Regions from separate parts of the Sus scrofa genome. Here region 2 is linked to region 1. Evidence: chromatin contacts called from public Hi-C data. All regions are on one chromosome and are shown on one strand. The core of a region is the stretch at or near the end of the contact, and the rest is flanking DNA. Distances in the headings are between cores, read along the strand shown. Region 1 holds the start of OSBPL3 (oxysterol-binding protein-related protein 3). Region 2 overlaps OSBPL3 (oxysterol-binding protein-related protein 3).

The links. A called contact is a pair of places that touch in the nucleus more often than the background predicts.
Region 2: a contact with region 1 is called in a Hi-C map of alveolar macrophages, with 2.0 times the contacts expected there. The contact joins the enhancer-like site here to the promoter of OSBPL3 in region 1. A contact is called at or near these places in 2 of 5 promoter capture datasets (both in liver), 10 of 47 Hi-C or Micro-C datasets (alveolar macrophages, embryonic fibroblasts, fetal heart ventricle and 4 more) and 1 of 2 datasets of contacts at active chromatin or transcription factors (alveolar macrophages).

What each region holds. Positions count from the first base shown.
Region 1 is chr18:47,296,838-47,299,925 of Sscrofa11.1, forward strand. It overlaps OSBPL3 (oxysterol-binding protein-related protein 3), which reads left to right and starts at 1,466. Exons shown (of 23, transcript XM_021079019.1): 1 at 1,466-1,774.
Region 2 is chr18:47,405,309-47,408,314 of Sscrofa11.1, forward strand. The region is part of intron 2 of OSBPL3 (oxysterol-binding protein-related protein 3); the gene reads left to right. Among named protein-coding and RNA genes, the nearest start is that of OSBPL3, 110 kb to the left of the region's middle. Within about 2 kb of position 1,638, at least 22 of the 83 cell types and tissues checked have an H3K27ac peak or open chromatin away from gene starts, as enhancers often do. A contact at or near this core is called in alveolar macrophages, where this site is marked.

The DNA of each region.
Region 1 (3,088 bases), core at 216-2,715:
CCTCGCTCGCTGCCTGCCAGATCCAAAACAGACAGTCCCAGACATCCTGCGACGGGGATGGTTCCAGAATGCGGAGAACCGAGAGCAATGAATGAAATGTGGATAGTGTGGCTCCTGCAAGAGCGTCAGAAACCTTATTTGGGATCAGTCGGGAGACTGGAAATGCGTCGAGTGCCGTAGGGGGTGGGTAGCGCTGGGATTTCACCTTCTGGAGTCCCTACTCTGTGCCAGGCACCGCGCCTAGCGAGCCACACTCATTGTGCAAGGGAGGTTAGATGGCTCTTCAGGGGAGGCTACATACCTTGCTTTTGCCATTCCCCCTGCCTGGAACGCTCTTTCCGAGACGGGTGTGGCAGATCTTTTCCCTGGTTCAGAAATCTGTGTAAAAGCCACACCCGCTGAAAGGCCCTCGGGGTATTGCACAGCTCTCTGTCACATCTGTCACCACTTTTGAAAGCTCTGTTTAGCAATTACCTCAATGCTCACAGATCTTCGGCCTTTCTCGATTGTTTATATTTGCAGGTGTTCTTCTTTGTTCACGGTCTGTCTCCCTACTAAAGCGAAAGCAGGAGAGCAGAAGCCTGTGGTGCCATTATGCACAGCTTCGAGCTCACAGCTGTTCCGGGAGCACACAGTAGGCGCTCAGTAAATGTTAATTCCCTTTCCATCCCGCCCCCTGCGGCATCCGACACACTGAGCCCAAACTGAGCCCAGGTGATCAACTGCTTTCGTTCCCGCTAGGATCAAAGGGGGCAGAGGAAGGAGCGGGCAGTCAAGTCAGGTGGGCTTTCTCGTCTACCAAGGAACTCCTGCATTTTAATTCTAACTGTGATGCTTTCTCTCTCTTCTAACTGGCGACTGAACTGCATAGAATAACCAACCACATTCCCCTCGGGGCTTCTCCTGGGACCCTGCACCATCTGCACCACTGCCTCTGGATGCTGGAGTCACAGTCTCCCGCCCGGGTCCCAAGCGGATTCTGCTCTCCGTCATCCCATGTTTTTTCCATTCTCCATCCCTTTGCCTCGGTCCGAGTTCCTCAGGAGGTGGCGTCCTCTTTGCCTGTTTGACCAACGTGTCCCCAGAAACCTTGTCCTTAAACCAGCCCCTCCCGTGCCGTCCTCGCTTCTTCCTCCCTCCCTGGCCCGGAAACGCCGCTCCACAAACATTTATTGAGCACCAAGGGAGCGCACTGGGCAGGCGGAAACCCCTTCCCCCAGCCCAGCAGCAGCTCTCACCTCCCTCCCGACCTCGCACCTGTGGGGAACTCGGGTTCCCAACTCCTCTGACTGCATCGCGGAATCAGTCCGCTTCTTCCCGTGCATCTCCCCACCTCCTTTCCCGGGGACGACTCCTGATTGGTGAGAGTTTGGGTCACTCTGCCACCCCTCCCACCCTCCCCGTGTTGCCCCGCCCCGGGGCGGGGGCAGGCTCCTCCTCCTCCTCGCCCGCGCTCCTCCTTCCCCCACCTCCCGCTAATTGCCTAGCTGCGCGCGCGGAGAAGTTCTGGGCAAAGTACTGGGAACCCGAGCTGCGATCGCAGCGTCTGCGATTCGAGCGGGACAGGGGGTGGCGGGCGCCAGGCTGCCCGTGCGTGGCGCGGCCGGGCGGCTGGCGGCGAGTCGCGGTCCGCGCCCCTGTCTCCTGAGGCTGTTGCTGTAGCTGCGCGTTGCGGGGGGACCGGAGAAGCCAGGTTTGCCTCCTGCGTGTGTGGGCGAACCCTGGAGTCGGGCACCGGGGAACTAGGCGGCGTCCCCGGGGGCAGAGCGCGCAGGTAAGCACCTGGACGCCCGACCGAATGGTGTCGGGGTGTAGTGGGGGCCGGGCGCTGGTGCGGGCTCGGAAGGACTGTGGTTTGGGGGGCGCCGCGTCTCGGCAGGACTGGAGTCGGCCTCCTGTCGCCCCAGGGAAGAGTCGGTTAGTGGGGGCAGTCCCGAGTTGGGGAGATCGCCCGCGGTGCCGGCCTCCCGGGGATTAGGGCCCCGAAGGCTGCCCACCCTGGAGTGCCGTCCTTAGGAGGGGCGGTGTGACCAGGATTGGTGGCAAGAAGGCACGGAGGCCAGGTCCCGGCGCCGGAGGATGCGGGGCGGAGAGACTGTTCTGGGCAGCCGGGAGGCGCGGCGCCCGGGGCGGGAGGCACAGGAAACCAGCTGAATTGGGCCGAGCGCTAGTAGGCTTCACCACATCCGCGGGATGGGGCTCTCCGGGGGGACCCGGGCGGCGCTGTCCTTTTAGGCTCGGGGCTTGCTCTCCTGCCCGCGCCCGGCCTGCTGCGCTCCCCGGTGCCCCGGTTGGGGGCTGAGAGCACGTTCCTCCTTCCCAGCACTCTGGGAAGCTCTTGCAGCTTCTGGAGTCCCAGATGGGCATTGTTGTAGATCGTCCGGGTATTTCTGAAGCCAGGGCGCGCGCCTCCCTCTTTTGGTAATGCAACTTGCCAGCCACCTTCTGGACACCTGCATTCCCTCTCTCCGTCTCACAAACTACCAGCCTCCCCCTAGTCAGGACTCTGACCTGATGGAGCTGGGAAGTTGTCGCTTGCGATTTGTCTGGGGACTGTGTCGAGGTGTATCTGCAGCCACCCCCCCCTCCTCCCCGCCCTGTGTTGCACTGATCCTCCGAGTTTGAGTACTGGGATGAGGGCATTTAGAAAGATTTTAAGCTGCAGCCTAGCCTACAAAAGAGAATCATTCACAGATGCATAAAGGTGTCGGTCTAACTTCTGATCTAGCTATACCCTCAAGCATCATACAAGATGAGGTCCCCCTTCTGGCCCAAGGAGGCCACTTCGGCAGGCATGCGCCGAAATGCCCCGAGGCCTAATGACCATCCGCTCCACCAACCTGTTGGCTCACCACCCTGTCTGGTGTTCCCCATACTACTCATTTCTCTCAAATTAGCTCCTGGGCTTTTTACTGTCTGCTTTCCGCCGCTAGAGTAGAAGTTCCAGAAAGCAGAGACCATTCTATCTCGTCCACCACTCCATCCTCAAGGTCAAAGAACAGTGCCTGGCACACAGTAGGTACCAAAGAACGATGTGTAGAATGAATGATGAAAACTTCTTTGTCACATATGAGGAGTGGTGATCTGA
Region 2 (3,006 bases), core at 388-2,887, 110 kb after region 1:
TATGGTAGAAGATTTGGGAGGGATCTCACAGCTCATTTATTTTGACCTCCTTCCTAGTCCAGGAGGCCCTCTGCAGCGCCTCTGCCAGCCTCTGATGGAGCTCTCCAGTGACTGGGGAGCTTGATTTTTCATTGATCACCCCTCTCGTTCCTGTATGTTCATAGCACTAATTACTAGGTCATCATATAATCCCTCTTTATGCCAAGCTGGAATCCAGGGCCTTATAGTTCTCACCTCACCCATTGGTCCCAGTTTTACCCTCCGAATCTGTCGAATGAAACCCCAGTTCTTTAAGCCAGCCTGGTCTCCCAGAGGGTGTCCACGGAGTGGGCTCGTAGTCCCGCAGCAGAAGTGGCTTCCCCTGTGCAGGTGCAGAAGCTCAGGTCTCACCCCAAACCTACGAACCTGACCTCCGCGTTTTGATGCGATCTTCAGTGGTTGGTGCACACGTTACAAGTGAGAAGCAGTGCGTTAGATCACATGCCCCTCCACCTTGTTCTTTTGATTTCTCTTGCCGTCAGGCCTGTTGGTCTCCAAAAAACCTTAGGTGAGGAAGAGACAATTGACAAGGAGCAGCAACTCCCCAAGTGTCAGGATAAGACTTGGGGGGCTAAGTCCCAAATTGGTCTGACACCAGGCAAAGCTGTCATCATGTTAACTGGAGACCTAGTCACAAGTATTTCCATGTGTTCATAGAAGGGTCATAAAAGATACCATTGGAGCTCCTGCTGTGCAGCAGGATCGGTGGCCTCTTGGGAGCCTCTGAGATGCAGGTTCCATCCCCGCCCCCGCCCCGCCCAGCGCAGTGGGTTAGGGATCCTGTGTTGCCACAGCTGTGGCTTAAGTTGCAACTGTGGCTCCGATCTGATCCTTGGCCCCAGAGCTCCCTAAGCTGAGGGGCAGCCAAAAATGACCCCCCCCCAAAAAAAGGTAATATTGATGATCCTGGGGCTTTAGAAGGTTACAGTTGCCTTTAAAATCATTAAAGACAAATTATGTTCCACATGATTTAATGCTGGGTATTGCCTGGTGATTTTTAAAAACCTGGTAAACAGACTAAATAAATAATCAATACCACCAACTCTCCGGTCACGCCAGATAGAGGCGACCACAGAACTTCCTCCCACAACCCTCTTCCGCTGCAGGAGGAATGAAGGTTTCAAGCGCTTTCTATTTCTGACATCTCTGCAAGGGCTGCGACTGAGAATCCAGCCTTTGAAAGGTGCAGAAGAGATGGACGCTGTGCAAACAGCTGTGCTGGAGGGAGAGATGCTTTCAATTCGTGCACTCAGCAGTATGGAAATGAACTTGGCCAGCTCATGAGCATGAATAAATGCTTAGCTGCCTCTCCGACCACAAAGCAGCTTTCTATATTTAGCCCTTTTAGACGTTCAGTAAAACAGACTGAATTTAATGCCAGATGACAGGACCAGTCTATCTTCAGTTACACCCAAAAGAGCTTAAGAAGCTGTTTCCCCTAGACCCTGTCATGTTTTTCTTTCCATCTGATATTCACGGGGAGCCTTAAGCCCGACACCCCCAGGGCAGGACATCAGCCCAGCTATGCTGGGCTAAGTCTGCAGGGCCCTGATCTCCCCTGGGGCCCAAGTCCTCCCTGTCCTGTGTATCTCAGGGCTCACAGCTCAAGGTGCACGTGCTCCTCCTGGGTCACAGGGTGTGTGAGACCCAGCAGAAGCCACTCCCTGACACCCGGTGCTTTTGCCAAGAGTAACCCGAGTACCAGTTCACTCCAATCCGGCACAGGGTATTAAAGTCCCTGGAGTTCCCGGCATGGCCCGGCGGTGATGAACCCGGCTAGGATCTATGAGGATGTGGGTTGGATCCCTGGCCTCGCTCAGTGGGTTAAGGATCTGGTGTGGCCGTGAGCTGTGGTGTAGTTTGCAGATACGGCTCAGATCCCACGTTGCTGTGGCTGTGGCGTAGACCGGCAGCTGTAGCTCGGATTCGACCCCTATCCTGGAACCTTCCATATTCCGCACATATGCCCTAAAAAGTAATAAAGTCCCTGACCCCCAGGGTTCTGTGGGGCCCTTTTTATACCCCCTTGCTCCACAGACTCCTTTGTTCAGCAAATATGGATCCCTGTGTCACAGGTGGTGAGATGAGAAGAAAGAAGCCCCGGCTCCTGTCCTCAGGGTACCCGCATTCAAGCTGGGGACACAGACCATGCCACTGAGGTCTGTGTGCGTGCTGAGGAGGGAGAGAGGTTCTGCCCCAGGAGGAGGTGTGGGGCTGAGTGAGAACTTCTCAGGAGCCGAGACTATGGAGGCAGGACAGGAGGTCTGTCTGCTCAGGATCCCGGCCTTGCGTGTCTATCCATAGCGCAGGGCTTCTTAACTCCTCCAGGTCGCCTCAGATCTTGGATTTAGCCACCCCTGTCCCCCTGCCCGGCGGCTTTTACTCCTTGTTCATCATCAGAATGTGCATATTGTAGTTACAGTAGGGTATACAGTGTCCTGTGATGTATAGCAGGATAATTGAAAAGACAGATTTCAGGAGCTCCCACTGTGGCACAGCTGCTGGGATACAGGTTTGATTCCCCGCGGGGCACAGTGGGTTAGGGATCTGGAGTTGCCGCACCTGCGGCTTCAGTCGAGACGGTGGCTCCGATCTGATCCCTGGTCGAGGAGCTCCATGTGCCGAGGGACAGCCAAAAATGACCACAAAGGAAAAAAAAAGGATTTCACAGTCAGGTGACTTTCTAGCTTTAGGAAGGTACCTAATTCTCTCTTCCTCGGTTTCCACATTGAAGAAGTAAAGATACTGGTTTCCAAGGAAGGTTAAGAGAGAGAGGACCAAGGTCAAGGAGAAGCATTTTGAGGGAAGTGAAACTATTTTGTGTTAGTGTAACGGTGTATTTAGGACTCTATGCATTTGGTGAGACTTAGAGAACAGTGTACCCAAGAGTGACCTCTAGTGTAAACTGTGGACTTCGCTTAATAATCATCGATCAATACTGGTTCATTAATTTGAACGAATTGTCCC